Linked DNA regions of Mus musculus: region 2 is linked to region 1. The links are chromatin contacts, called in public Hi-C maps. All regions are on one chromosome and are shown on one strand. The core of a region is the stretch at or near the end of the contact, and the rest is flanking DNA. Distances in the headings are between cores, read along the strand shown.

Evidence for each region. A called contact is a pair of places that touch in the nucleus more often than the background predicts.
Region 2: a contact with region 1 is called in a Hi-C map of cerebral cortex, with 1.9 times the contacts expected there. The contact joins two enhancer-like sites. A contact is called at or near these places in 8 of 39 promoter capture datasets (the 3T3-L1 cell line, 3T3-L1-derived adipocytes, the C10 cell line and 4 more), 3 of 484 Hi-C or Micro-C datasets (bone marrow-derived macrophages, brown adipocytes and cerebral cortex), 2 of 115 datasets of contacts at active chromatin or transcription factors (both in embryonic stem cells) and 1 of 9 other capture datasets (macrophages).

The regions. Positions count from the first base shown.
Region 1 is chr8:84,182,544-84,189,655 of GRCm38.p6, forward strand. No RefSeq gene overlaps it. Among named protein-coding and RNA genes, the nearest start is that of Mir181c, 7.1 kb to the left of the region's middle. Within about 2 kb of position 4,093, at least 207 of the 459 cell types and tissues checked have an H3K27ac peak or open chromatin away from gene starts, as enhancers often do. A contact at or near this core is called in cerebral cortex, where this site is marked.
Region 2 is chr8:84,517,106-84,524,217 of GRCm38.p6, forward strand. Cacna1a (calcium channel, voltage-dependent, P/Q type, alpha 1A subunit) reads left to right here. Exons shown (of 47, transcript NM_007578.3): 5 at 1,506-1,658; 6 at 5,911-6,104. Among named protein-coding and RNA genes, the nearest start is that of Gm32854, 68 kb to the right of the region's middle. Within about 2 kb of position 3,821, at least 31 of the 459 cell types and tissues checked have an H3K27ac peak or open chromatin away from gene starts, as enhancers often do. A contact at or near this core is called in cerebral cortex, where this site is marked.

The DNA.
Region 1 (7,112 bases), core at 2,843-5,342:
AAGCAACATCCATGCTCAGCTCACTTTTGATGTTGATCTTTGTCTAGGTTTGTTTGCTGTTTGAGATGGTGTTCCCCAGTATACCCCTGGTTGGCCTGGAACTCAGTATATAGACCAGGCTGTCCAGGAACTCAGAATACCTGCCTGCTTCTCCCTCCCAGATGTGAGATTAAAACTGTGCTCTATCACTTCTGGGCTCCACTGTTCTTAAAGACAGAGTCTCTAAATTGCCCAGGAAGACCTCAGGTTCACTCTGAAACTCAAGTAGGCTTTGAGCTTCCCATCCTCCTGTCTCACTCTCCCAAGGGCTAGGAGGACTGGCCTGTGCCACCAGGTCTACCTCCATAAGGAGTCATGGCTTTATGAGTGACTGTCTCTATGGGTATCTGTGTCAACATGCACACCTGTGTTCTGGTGTTTCTGTGTCAGGATAGCTGGGACCGGCTTTGAGCTCACGAGGGGTGTCCTTATTTGCACACCAAGTTACTACAGGGACCGTCCTGCACCTGTGGTTGTCAGTTATTCTAGATGTGTGAGTGACCAGGTGAGGGTGGGCACTACCAGTGTGGTGTGTCTCTACATTGTGCCCAACCTTCCACTAGTGACTGTTCCTCTGCAGGGGTATGTTCCTGGCCTTTGTGGGTGCAGTGTGTACACGAGTGTCAGTGTTGTGGTTGACTGTGTGCTTAGGAAATTAGATTATTAATGGGATAGTGTGTGTCTGTGTCGTGCGGGTGGCTTTTAGGACTTTGTCTGATGACTTGAGACTAATTTTGGTTTGGCAAGTGCGGCTGTGAGAGGTGGGGGATGGGTGGGAAGGAAATGGGGCAACCCAAGTGTGATGGGGGTACTTTCTCAGCCCCCAGTTAGCTCAAGAAGTGGCTTCTGCGGCCCCCAGCCCCAGCATGCATGCCCTCCGGGGAGAGGTCCCCTGGAAAGGCGCCCGGTCGCTTTAAAGCTAGGGCTCCTCAGCAAGAGTAATCGGGGCCATCTTTCCTTTCTGCAGCCACTTTTGGAGGGTGGGATCTAGTCGGCAAACCTTGTCCCCACGATCACCGTGCAGATGCGGTCTGTACCCCCGGAGGCAGCCTCCCGCCCCGCGCCCCGAGAACAAAGCGCCCCGGTCGGCCCGGCCCAGGCGCTCGCGACCGCGGCGGGTGCAGGCGGCGTCCCGGGCCACACGGCCGGGAACAATGGAGGCCTCGGCCGTGGCCGTGACCGGCAGGTGCGCCCCCCGCCCCGGCCCGCGCTCACCTCGTCTCCGCCGCCGCAGCGCCCTCCGCTCCGCCAGGGTCCGGGAGCCCACCCGGCCGCTCGCGCGGGAAGGGACCGAGCGGTTCGAACCCGCGGCCACGCGCCCGCGCCCCCGAGGCCCCCGCGCGGCACCGGCCGGTGGGTCCAGCTGCGGCCGTGCGCGCCCCGGGCCGCCTGCAAGCCCTCGTACTCCACGCTGCAGCTCGAGGGGGACTCGGGGCGCGGGCAGGGACCTGGGATGCATGCAGCCCTTCTGGCTCGGCGGGAGCACGCGCGCACAAAGGCACGCGGGCCACAGACAGGGAAGGTGCGAGGGGGGCCTTGGGGCGTACACCCGCCGGACGAAGGGGGTGGCGGCCACACACGTAGGGACACCTGGGAGCGGCAGACGCCTCTTTGAGGGACAGCACGGAATGTTCTTAGAACTGAATATACCTAGCCAGAGCCCAGGTTCACAGATCACACCCCACCATGTACACACAACCCAGGCATAGCCTAGGAAAACCCGAAGATTTTCGGAAAAACCTAAGATGTACAGAACACAGCTGGTGAGCCCGTCCACACTGGTAATGCTGGACTCAGGAGCCTGAAGCGGGAGTACCGCGATTCTAAGCCAGCCTGGACTAAGGAGTGAGTTTGAGACAAGCCAGAGCTATAGGTTCTGTCTCAAAACAAACAAAAAAACAAAACATGTCCACAGGGTCCAACAGACACAGTCTCCGCCACTCACAACTAATGGGTACACAAATACACACCTCAGCCTTACATGGTTACAGAGAGAAGCAGGACCACAAGGTAGGCAGGCACCTAACACTTGCTTCTTGGAAGTTGGAGCACACACACACACAGAAACACACAGACACTTTCTCACACTCACACACACATTCTCTCTCACACACACACACACATGCACATATGGTCTTGTACAAGCTCTTCCTGGGATGGGCACACACAGGGGTAAGAGGACTCCAGATCTGTCAGAGATGCATATGCAGAACCCCAAAGTGGCAGCTACCCTGAGCACCACAGGAAGAGAGCACTGCTGAGCGGCTCTGGAATCTTCACACAGACCTCCAAGTGCTCCCAAACATACCCAGTCCTGCACAGGCTCAGTTGAGAGGAAGGTCAAACCAGCCTGGGGCTGAGCCAACATTATACTGCATGTATGTTTGCCCTTCTCAAGTCCGGGGGCTGAAGACTTTAGCCCCCCTCAAACCCAGGCTGTTACCTTTGTGGGCCTGCAGCGCTGGGATTCCTGTCGGCTGCCTGCCTTCCTTTAACTCCTTACTGCATTCCTGCCTCAGTTTCTCCTTGATAGGCTTCCAGACATCCTCCTACTTAGACAAGTCTCCACTGGCCCAGGAAAATTCTCTGGGGTTCAGAGTAAGGCGTATGCGAGGAAATAAATGGGAGTGCATTGTAATTTGGGGGTTGAGGGTGCGGCTCAAGTTGGTGGAGTGCTAAGCCAGCATGCAGAAAGCCCTGGGTTCCATCCTAGCACAGCACAAAAGAAGCAAGGTGGTGCAGCACTCTGGAAATAGAGGTACGAGCATCCGATCAAGGTCAGCATTGCCTACAAAGAACTTGAGGCCAGCCTGAGCTACATGAAACTCAGTCTCAAAGAAAATAAAAAACAGGAACACCAGCTGGGTTGTGGCGCACGCCTTTAGTCCCAGCACTGGAGAGGCAGGGGGATCTCTGAGTTCTGAGGCCAGCCTGGTCTACAGAGTGAGTTCTAGAATAGCCAGAGCTTCACAGAGAAATCCTGTCCTAACAAAAACAAAACAATGAAACAAAATGCTGGGGCTATAGAGATGGCTCAGAGGTTAAGAGCACTGGCTGTTCTTCCAGAGGTCCTGAGTTCAATTCCCAGCAACCACATGGTAGCTCACAACCATCTATAATGTGATCTGGTGCCCTCTTCTGCCTTGCAGGCATAAATGCAGGCAGAACACTGTATACATAATAACTCTTTAAAATAAATAAATCAGCCGGGCGTGGTGGTGCAAGCCTTTAATCCCAGCACTCGGGAGGCAGAGGCAGGTGGATTTCTGAGTTCGAGGCCAGCCTGGTCTACAGAGAGCTCCAGGACAGCCAGGGCTATACAGAGAAACCCTGTCTCGAAAAAACCAAAAAAAAAAAAAAAAAGATTTATTTATTTTATTTTTTATTTTAAATTATTTATGTATTTATTTTTTGGTTTTTCGAGACAGGGTTTCTCTGTGTAGCCCTGGCTGTCCTGGAGCTCACTCTGTAGACCAGGCTGGCCTCGAACTCAGAAATCCACCTGCCTCTGCCTCCTGAGTGCTGGGATTAAAGGTGTGCTCCACCACGTCCGGCAAAATAAATAAATCTTAAAACAAAACAGGTAATAGTAATTGGGCCTTCATAGATGAAGTCAGCGTTGTTAATGCCTCAATGTGTCTTTTTCCTACACCCCTCCACAAAGTCAAGATTGACCTTGAATCTCTGATCTGCCTCCACTTCCCAAGTGCTGGGATTACAGGCATCGCTGCCATGCTCAGCCTGGGAGTATGGCTTTGGAATACATGGTGCCTGTTCATTCCTCGCCCATTTACTCACTCTGTATGTCTGTTTGGAGAGACAACCCTTGGACAGGTTCCTCAACTTTCTTTTGGACTCTCCCTCAGAGCTACAAAGACTGGCATGTCAGAGTCAAACCAGCAAAGTCAGTTAAGGGGATATTGTCCTATTCACAGGTGGACCACTGAGTCTCAGAGAGGCAAGCCTTTTGCCCTAGGCAATACTGTCACAGCAGCCAAGGAGTCTGTCCTTTTCGAGGTTGGGGTTTCCTGCCTGCTTAGTGTCCTGTAGGGGGCAGCAGACTCCAGCGCTCTGTTTTTGGGTCAGGATGCCCTTCAGTCAGCTTTCCCTCCCACTGCAAATAAGGACTCTGCCTCGACCTCCTGCGTAGCCTGGGAAGTGCCCCCTACCCTCCAGCGCTAAAACGATGAAAAGGCTCTTCCGAAATAACCCCACCCCATTCCTAGAAGTTAAGTCTGCTCCAGACTCACTCTAAGGCCTCTCTCCGGATGTCTGCTTTCTCTTCCTGTAGTGTATTCAGGGGACCTAGGCAGGCGCCTATGCATTCCGGAACCGGTTAATGTTCGGAGAGAGAATCTCTGACTGCTAGTCAGGGACCAGTCTACGTTCCGGTTGTCATCGCCTTAGGAGCTCAGGATAGAAAGGGAGCAGCAAGGCAAGCCCGTGTCTGGGTCACCGTCGAGAAGGCTCCCGTTCTTCCCGATAATGTCCTGCGGCATCCCAGCCTTTGGGTCTCCTTGGGGACCCAGATGTGACTGCCCTGGGCTTCGGCATCCCAGAGTCCCTGAGTCGGCAGCATTGGGCGTCGCTCACGGGTGCTCAAAAGCATGCGGCTCGCACACTTAGAAAACATCCAGGAAGTACGGGGCTGTTTTCTCTGCACCCCTGTGAGGCTCCGGCGGAGACACGTAGGGCTAGAAGGATGCTGGCCATAGAGTCTCGAGCCAGCTTCTGCCACCTGTGCTGTCTGCAGTAAAGCCAGCACCATGCTCCCAGCTGCGGAGACCAAAACCTTTAGAAAGGTGCAGCGAATTTTCAAGTTAGGTTTTCTGTTCCTGTGTATGCATCTCGAATCTTGCTTCTTTCTAGAGCTCTCACCGTGTGCCTCATACCATCTCTCTTGGACAAAGTACTTTGATACCTGCCTGTTCTTCTCGCCCTCTCCGGCTGTTCTCTCATGACCACCAGAGGGCGCTTGGCCCACCCAAAACTGCTCCTCAGAACTAAAGGCAATGACTTGCACAAGGCCACATATTGTTCCCCTGACCCTGCTGGCCCTCACTTTCTCCATAGCCCACATCTCCCTCTGTCCTGCTGTCAGGCCTTAAGCTGAACAGGGCCTGGGCATAAGTTGTTCGTTCCTTCTGCCAGGGGTCTGTATACCTCTAGTGCTGGGACTGAAGGCTTGTACCACATCTACCACTAGTTTGCTTTTGAGCACAGTAAAACCTGGGGCCCCTGTTAGGCTTTCCTGAGAGCCCCAGAGGTCCTTTTGTCTCCACTTCCCCAAGATGGGATCACACACTTGTGCTACAAACATGGCTGTTGTGACTTTTCTACAATTTCCTTTAATTCTGGCACTCTGGAGACAAAGACAAAATGAGCCTCGAGTTTGAAGCCAGCCTAGTCACATAGCAAGCAAGTTCTAGGCAAGCCAAGGTTACATGGTGAGACTTTTCAAACATTTTTCTCACATATGTATGTGTTCAGAGGACACCTTGCAAGAGTCACTTCTCTCCTTCCTCTGAAGATGGAACTCGGGACATCAGTCATGGTGCCAAGTGCTTTTTAACCTACCGAGCCTTCTCTCATCAGCCCAAGTCTCCTTTTTATATGAGTGCTTATGTGAGCTCTTTAAGGACAGTCTTGGGCGGGTAAGAGCACTGACTGCTCTTCTGAAGGTCCTGAGTTCAAATCCCAGCAACCACATGGTGGCTCACGACCACCCATAATGAGATCTGATGCCTTCTTCTAGTTTGTCTGAAGTCAGCTACAGCGAGCGGGGTCAACCAGAGCAAGCAGAGGTCCTAAAATTTAATTCCCAACAACCACATGAAAGCTCACAACCATCGATCTGTACAGCTACAGTGCACTCACATACAATAAATAAATAAATCTTTAGGAAAAAAAGACAGTCTTGTCTCATCTCTTCCCCTTCCTTCCCACCTCTTTCCTTTTCTACCTTTTTTCTTTTTCCTCCTTTCCCCTCTTCATTCTTTTCCACTTCCAACCTGCTGTCTGAAGTAGCCCAGGCTTCCTCCTCTCTTGTCTGCTGTGCTCATGTATCATCTACTCCAAGTCAAGAGTTTGCATTTGCTTTTGTTTTATTTTTCGTGACTAGGGATTGAACCTTGGCCTCATGCATGCTAGGCAGCTCTACCGTTGAGCTGGAGCCCGGACCCTTCAGGGCAAGAACTATGGCCCTCATAGCTGTGTACCATTAAGAGCTTTTGCTGAGCCCTCACGATCCGTAATCTCCAGGTAACAGAACAAACATGAAACTTGCCCGCATCGCTGGGACAGAGGCAGGCACGCAGCACATAGTTCTGTGAAGTTTGCTGCTCTGAGAGCTCTCAGGGCACAAGGAAGTGTGGGAATGAGACTGGAGGACTGAGCAGCCAAGGAGGGACTGTGGCTGTGAGCACAGGGCTGAGAGAGCGGGGCTGCGGAGGGTGGACAGCTTTAGAGGTCTCTTTCCATCTTCTAGGTGTTGGGGATAACACAAGCTATCAGGCAAATGACCTTACCCTCTGAGCCTTCTTGTCAGCCAGCTTTTACTTTTTTAGACAGGTGCATTGCGATATCATTAACATACACTCAAATTTACACCTTCTATAGCACTAAGGTTATTTTTCTTTGTGGGGGTTGTTTTTCAGAACAGGGTTTCTCTGTCCTGGCTGGCTGGCTGTCCTGGAACGGACTCCATAGACCAGGCTGGTCTCGAACTCACAAAGATACACCTGCCTCTGCCTCATGAGTACTGGGATTAAAGGTGTGCACCACCACTGCCCTGCTTATTTTGCCTTTTAATTTTCATTTATTATTATTATTTTGCTGTGTGTGTTTGTGTTCTCGTTTGTTTGTTTGTTTGTTTGTTTGTTTGAACAGGGTTTCTTTGTGTAGCCCTGGCTGTTCTGGAACTCACTCTCTAGACCAGGCTGGCCTTGAATTCAGAAATCCGCCTGCCTGTGCCTCCTGAGTGCTGGGATTAAAGGCAAGCGCCACCACCAAAGGGTGATCAGTTTCTGTTCTTGAGAAAGTCTTTCCTGTGGGAGCCAGGCTTACCTCTAACT
Region 2 (7,112 bases), core at 2,571-5,070, 330 kb after region 1:
TCATGGGTGAACAGCCTGTCTGATCCAAGCACATGGCTTTCTTGACTTTGTCCCTGAACACCACAGTCTAAAAATTATTTACATAGTGTTAACAGTGTATGAGGTGTTAAGAGAAGAAGCTGGGTGCCGTGGCTCATGCCATTGATCCCAGCACTAGAGAAGCAGAAGCAGGCAGATTTCTGTGAACTTGAGGCCAATCTGGTCTACATAGAGAGTTCCAGGACAGTAAGGGCTACAGAGAGAAAACGTGTCTCAAAAGAAAAAAAAAGTTATCTCAAGATATTTAGGTGACACAGGAAGACATGTGTAGACTCTGCAAACAGCATCCACTTTATAGAGCAGACGCAGGTGTCCGCAGATACTCCTGTCTACGGGACCTCTGGATACTGCGCAGTCTGTGTACGGCACGGAGACTGTGGTCAGAATTTGGCCTGCTTCACAGGAAGTTAGAGTCTCAATCTTCTAGCTTGCAATGAGGGAAAAGGTGGGGGGGGGATTCAGGGAAAAGTTGTTGTAACATTTCTTGAGTTTTAGGGCTGTGGTGGGCTACAACATAGCTCAGTTGGTAAAGCACTTAACAGAAGCACTGATGATAACGGGACTTCGCTCCCTAAGACCCACAAAAGAGTAGAGAATGGACTCCAGGAAGTTTTCCTCTGACCTCTACAGATAACCACAATAATTAATTAAATTATCAAAACACTTAGAATCATGGAACTCTTCACATAGGATGAAATTTTAAGCATCTTTAGTTTTTAACCCCCTTCTGTCTCACAAAATACCTAAAATATCTATGGCTGTATCATCTAGTGAGGTAAAGACACTGATGGTGGGTCTGTGAGGATAAGGGCTTGCCTGGGCCCTGATCTGATGTTCACATCTGGATCCTCCACACCTAGCCCACCACAGCCCCCAGGGACCACCTGACCCCAGTGTCATCCTTCTCAACTGAGCTGCTCAGAACAGGGAAGCTTGTATGGGTAGTGCCTAGTAGCCTGGGCCAGGCTCACACAAGTGCAAATGCTTGACTTTGCTGTCTCTTGAGCCCACAGAGAAATCAAATATCCCTGAGCCCCACTTCCCAATCTGCTGCCTGCCTGGCTCATGGCCACAAGCTGATGAGTTTATTGGGAATCTAGTTCTTTGGAGTTGAGAGTTGAGGTGCTGGCTGCAGGCCTATACAGTCTTGCTGGTAACCCCGGGGAGGTTTTGGATGAAGGGAAAATGGGGCTCTTTTGGCTTGGGGCAATTTAGGGAAACAGCACCCCCTTTTGGAAGGAAGCTACTGAACAGCCCAGAAAATGGCTTAGAAAGCCCTGGCTAGCCACCCTTTGGGCCCTAAAACTCCTCAAAGTAGATAATAAATATCTTTAAAGTTTTATAACCAAAAAGGCCTTTCCTGGGGGGCTGTGACCACCTCCCTCTCTGCCAGCCCCACACTGGGCTCCATGGGTGGCACTTGGCGGGGTGCTTGCTTACAGACCGGCCTCTCTGTGTCTCCACAGGTTTACAAGTCGTCCTGAAGTCAATCATGAAGGCGATGATCCCTCTGCTGCAGATCGGCCTCCTCCTGTTTTTTGCAATCCTTATTTTTGCAATCATAGGGTTAGAATTTTATATGGGGAAATTTCATACCACCTGCTTTGAAGAGGGGACAGGTAGGTCCGAGGTGTTGGATGTGAGGTTTTCCTCAGGGGACAAAGCTCCAGAAAGGACAGACAAGGACATTGGTCCTCCCAACCCCAGGGCAGCTGAGACTCGGCACTGCGACTACACAGCAGAGGGCCTGCTTGCAGTCCACAGAAACAAAGCTGTGTGTTAGCTAGGGATGCGTGCCTGTATTCCCAGAATTTGGGAGGCAGAAGCAGGTGGATCTCTGAGTTGGAGGCCAGCCAGTTTGCAGGCTAGTTCCAGGACAGCCAGCACTACACTTGACAAAAAGAAAAGAAGAAGAAAAGGAAGGCTGTTGGGGGATTGAGGTCTTGCCGAACATGCACGAAACCCTGGATACATCCCCAGCATAGCTAAACTGCCTACAGGAAAGACACCAGCCACAACTGCCTCTGATACCTCAATTGCAGCTGCAGCGTTGGGTTTGGGGTACCCTGGAAGGCAACCCAGGGGACAAGTCGTTTGTTTAAGAATGATCCCTGAGATACCCCTAGAAGTTGGGCTGAGGGTGTGCTCTTGAGCGGTTTTCCCCATGAACACAGGAAATGCTACAGTGTCTGGAAACAGCAGAGATGCCCTTCCATCACAGGCAGGAGGGCAGGGCAAGGCAACAGAGTATGAACAAGAGATGGCCCTGCCCTTCTCCCTTAGAACCCAGCACCTGACAGGTCAGGTCCCAGGCAGTGGGAACCCTGCCTGATAGGATCCTGGCTTCTTCAGTCAGAACCCAGCACCAGCAGGTGCTGCCTGCCTGCCCAATCAGAGCCCTGTGCCCCATTGTGCTTTGGTTAACCCTTAGGAGGCTGTGTCCAGAGGGAGCTGTGGTTTGGGTCCCACAGAGATCAGCATGAAGGTGCAGCTTGGGCTCAAGTCCGAGCAAATACAGAAGGCATAGGCTGCATCCACATTTGGACCAGATGCATCCCGGTCCGATCCCAGATTCTCCAGAATTGAGCTGCCTGGTGTCCCAGAATGAAGAAGAGCCAAACAAGAAGATGGTGCCTGTGTTTCAGGACTTGAACCACCTACCCCAGAGCAGACAGCCTAGGTTTCCAGAGCCAGAGAAAGAGTGAACCCATGGGCAGAGAGGTGTGGGACCTTTTCAGGAAAGGCAGCCAGGGAAGAATAGTGTGTACAGAAGTGGCCTTGTCCCAGCTCCACGCACCCACCCCAAGCAGGTCCACAGAGACAATGCCCTGGCCTGGTCCCAGCTGGGAAGGCTGTTCTAGAAGCCTCGGGACTTCACTTCTTCCTCCTCCTGCTCCTTCTTTCCCAGGCTTGTGAAGTTCTCTCAATACGGAATGGCCTAATTATTTCTTTCTCCAAAGAAGAAGGTGTTAATTGAGGCAGATCTATTTCTGCACCTGGCCTCACCCAGGCGGAAGACAGAGAGAGTGTGTGTGTCTGTCAGCCATACACAGAACCACCCAGACTTAGGGCTCAGGAACTTAGGCTGTATGAGCTTTCTGGGGTGTTTTTGTTTTTGTTTTGTTTTCCATCCAGGGCTGGCTGGGGTCCCAGTGGGGTTGTGGGGGGACAGATGTAGGTGGAGCCATGGAGGACAGCAGCCTGGATTCGGGAGGCGATCCAAAGAGCTCCCGATTAAGACTGTAAGATGTGTGAGTAAGAGACAGATATATACAGACGCCCCGGCAGCAGGCTAATTTTAAAATATATTTATAGCTGAATTTCTCCGACTCCGGATGGCTGTGTTTCTCGAATCAACCCTGGGAGTGCTTGGCGGACGGCTAGGGTTGAGGGGGCTGGGGTCGAGCACACCTCTGGATGCTGTTGCTAAAGATAGGTGGTTCCCAGCCACAGGCGCGGGGAGCCCACTTCCTGTCACCCACAGCCATCCCACACATTCACAGACTCCAAGACAAAGTGGAATGCTTCCTGTTTTCTAAGAGTTTTCAGAATCCTGGATGAACAAGACCCTGGTTTGCAGACTTTTCTAGGCAGGGAGGCCAAGTGCTCCCCGCTCACAGGAAAAATAAGGGCAGGAGGACCCCAGAATTACTGGGTATACATAGAGAGCTTCACATAAGCCAGATTTGGGTTGTAAGTGGGGTAGAAAAAGTTCTAGAGACAATGATGATCTTCCCAGTAGGGCCTCTGTAGAGTTTCTCTTCCTGCCCTGAGTCTTAAGCTTTAAAGATCCCACTCTCCTATCTGAACTGTGTCCGAGCAATCTACCATCCAAGCTAGAAGCAACGCCTTTTTTTTTCTTTTTGCCTTTGTCTGCTTTATCATTTGTTGTGCTTTTAATTTTTTTTTTTATTTTCAGTTGGTTTGGTCTTTGTCTCACTGTATAGCCCAGGCTAGCCTGAAACCAGTCATCTTTCAACCTCCTGGGTGCAGGGGTGGCAGGTGTGAGCCACTCACTACCCCTAGCACATATCCTTTTGTTGGTGGGATGCATACCGTCTGCCTTCCCTGCATGGCAGTTGGCGTAGGTTCAGTAAAGCCAGCTGCACACAGGAAATGGATTTCTGTCAAGTGGAAACTGGAGCTTTTAGAGACTTGGCAGTTGTTATTGTTGTTTGTTTGTTTGTTTGTTTTCAAACATGTCTTTTGTTTGGTTTTTTTTTTTTAAGCCTTCTCAAACTAGCCATCTCATCCCTGGGGGGTGTAGCAGGAGGTTTTCCAAGATTCAGAACTACACAGTGGTTTTGTGGCCAGGTTGAGCCAGGTGTTAGCTGTGGGGACACCATGCCTCCTGTTCACTTCAATATGAAAGGATTTGAATGTGACCTGTACAGTCCGCTCCTCCATGCAGGCTTCTTTGGCTCTGTGCTAAGCAGGATCCCTTGGCATTCCTGGTGTGTCACAATAATTACCTTACCCTCAGGTAAGGGTGGGAACTGTGTGCACCTGTGCCTCTCTCCAGGGCCCCATGCATGTCATAAAGAAAAACACTCAGCATGGCTCGAGAAGCACACCCAGATGACATGCATTTCATGGTGCCCTGCTCTGACCATGCTGTGGATCACAGACCACATCTCAGTTGTTAAAGACTGCAAAGATGCAGCATAGATTGCTGGGTCCCATGGCTGCCAATGAAGCCCAGAAGGAAAGAGCTACAAGCACTTGAAAACCAGGAGGCTTCTGTTCTGTTTGCAGATGAGACTCCCTGGTGTGGGGGATTGTTCTTACAGTAGTCTAGGGAGTGGTCTGAGTGTAGGGGGCCTGGACATGAGCAAGGCTGGCCCAGGATCACTTGATGTTGTAATCAGTGATAGCACATGGGAAGTCATCTCTGTCTCCTCTCTCTCTCTCTCTCTCTCTCTCTCTCTCTCTCTCTCTCTCTCTCTCTCTCTCTCTCTCTCTCTCTCTCTCTCTCATTTTTCCCCCTCAGAGAAATATTTCTTAGTTACCCATTGGTCAAAGGAGAAATAATAGTGGAAACTGGGAATTGTCTTAGTTAGGGTTTTATTGCTGTGAAGAGACATCATGACCTCGGCAACTCTTACAAAGGAAAATATTTAATTGGGGCTGACTTACAGTTCAGAGGTTCAGTCCATTATCATCATGGTGGAAGCATGGCAACATGCAGGCAGAAATAGTGCTGGAGAGGGAGCTGAGAGTTCTACATCTGGATCAGTAGGCAGCAGGAAGAGAAAGAGACACTAGGCCCTGCTTGAGCTTCTAAAACCTCCAAGCCCACCCTGAGTGACATGCTTCTTCCAACAAGGCCACACCTCCCAATAGTGCCACTCCCTGGTGACCAAGCATTCAAACACAAGAATCTATAGGGACAATTGCTATTCACACCACCATAGGGATTATTTTCACAATAATGAAGAATGACCATGACATTGTTTCTGAGATGCAGTCAAAGCTACTCTGGAAGGACAACTTGTAGTCTTAAAGAAAAAGATTCAGTTTCAACAGGTTAAGAAAAGAACAGAGGCTAGGTGGTGGTGGCACACACCTTTGATCCCAGCACTCAGGAAGCCGAAGCAGGGAGAGTTCAAGGATAGGCTGGTCTACAGAGCAAGTTTTAGGACAGCCAAGACAATACAGAGAAACCCTGTCTCAGAAAAGAAAGAAAAGGAAAGAGAGTTAAACTGGTAGAAAACAGGAAAAAACAAATGAGCGTTGAAATATGTAGTGATGCGGACAGTAGTTAAGAGATCTAAAACCAAACGCTGATGTCATCTCATCCCAGTTACTATGGTTTCCCATCCTCAGTTGGTTTTCCCTTCTCCCCTTTACTCTCCACTATGTCCTTCCTAGACGACATCCAGGGTGAGTCGCCAGCTCCGTGTGGGACAGAGGAGCCTGCCCGCACCTGCCCCAACGGGACCAAATGTCAGCCGTACTGGGAAGGGCCCAACAACGGCATCACTCAGTTCGACAACATCCTGTTTGCTGTGCTCACTGTTTTCCAGTGCATCACCATGGAAGGCTGGACTGATCTCCTCTACAATGTAAGTGCTGCTGGAACACACACAGGGGCAGGGGGAGGGGATCCCTGAGCTGGGGACAACACCTTTCCTGGTAGTCTTTGAAAGTCCCAGGAAGCCAAGCTGTGGACTTCTAACTGGTACATAGGCACTACTTCCTATTGGTACCTCAGCTGTGTGTTAAGTTTGGTTTCAGTGTGTAATCCTGAATTCAGTATTCCCTACCCCCATTAGGTAGCCACCAACTGAGAGAGGAGCCAGGTTGTGGTCACAGACCATGGCTGGCTCACCAGTTCTATAACACATAACCGACACCCAGATTCTAGAAGCACAGAGTGTATTTGATTTAGTCACTTTGAAGTGTGTACACTTGGAAAGCATCTCACCTGAAAAGGTACCTGTCCTGCCTTCAGCTTTAGTCACAATTCTTCACCTCTCGTCCACGAGCCCTTCTGTGGCTTGGCATATCTTCCTGCCGCTCATTTACACCAGTGGAGTCATCCCTCAGCAGCCGTGGGTCATTGGTTATAGAGCCCCTGTGACACCACGGTCCCAGGTGAAATGGGGTGGAACCTGAACAGCTCCCCATGTTCTCTAAATCATTTTGTGCCAACCTCTGCTACATGGATACTATAGGTGTGGTTCATGCTGTGTAGCTCAGGGAGCATCGGTAAGAGGTGTTCTGAGTGAGCTTGGTGCAGTTGTGTGTCATTTTCTGACTACAGAGATGGAAGACAGACTGCATGAGGAGAACCAGATCTGTTGCTTGGGCTGGGGAGATGGTTCAGTAGATAAAGTGCTTGTCTCATAAGTGTGAAGACCAGGTGTGAATCTTCACATGAATGCCAAGTGGGCAGAGCACTGCCTGTAACTGCAGTGCTCAGGAAACAGAGATGGGATTCCTAGGCAAGCTGGCTGACTAGACTAACCAAAGCTGTTATGAGCTTGACCATCACATAGCTTCAGAAGGACCTCACCAGGCCAAACAGTTCCATGTAAGGTTTATTGGAAGAGAGAGGGACAAGGTGATGG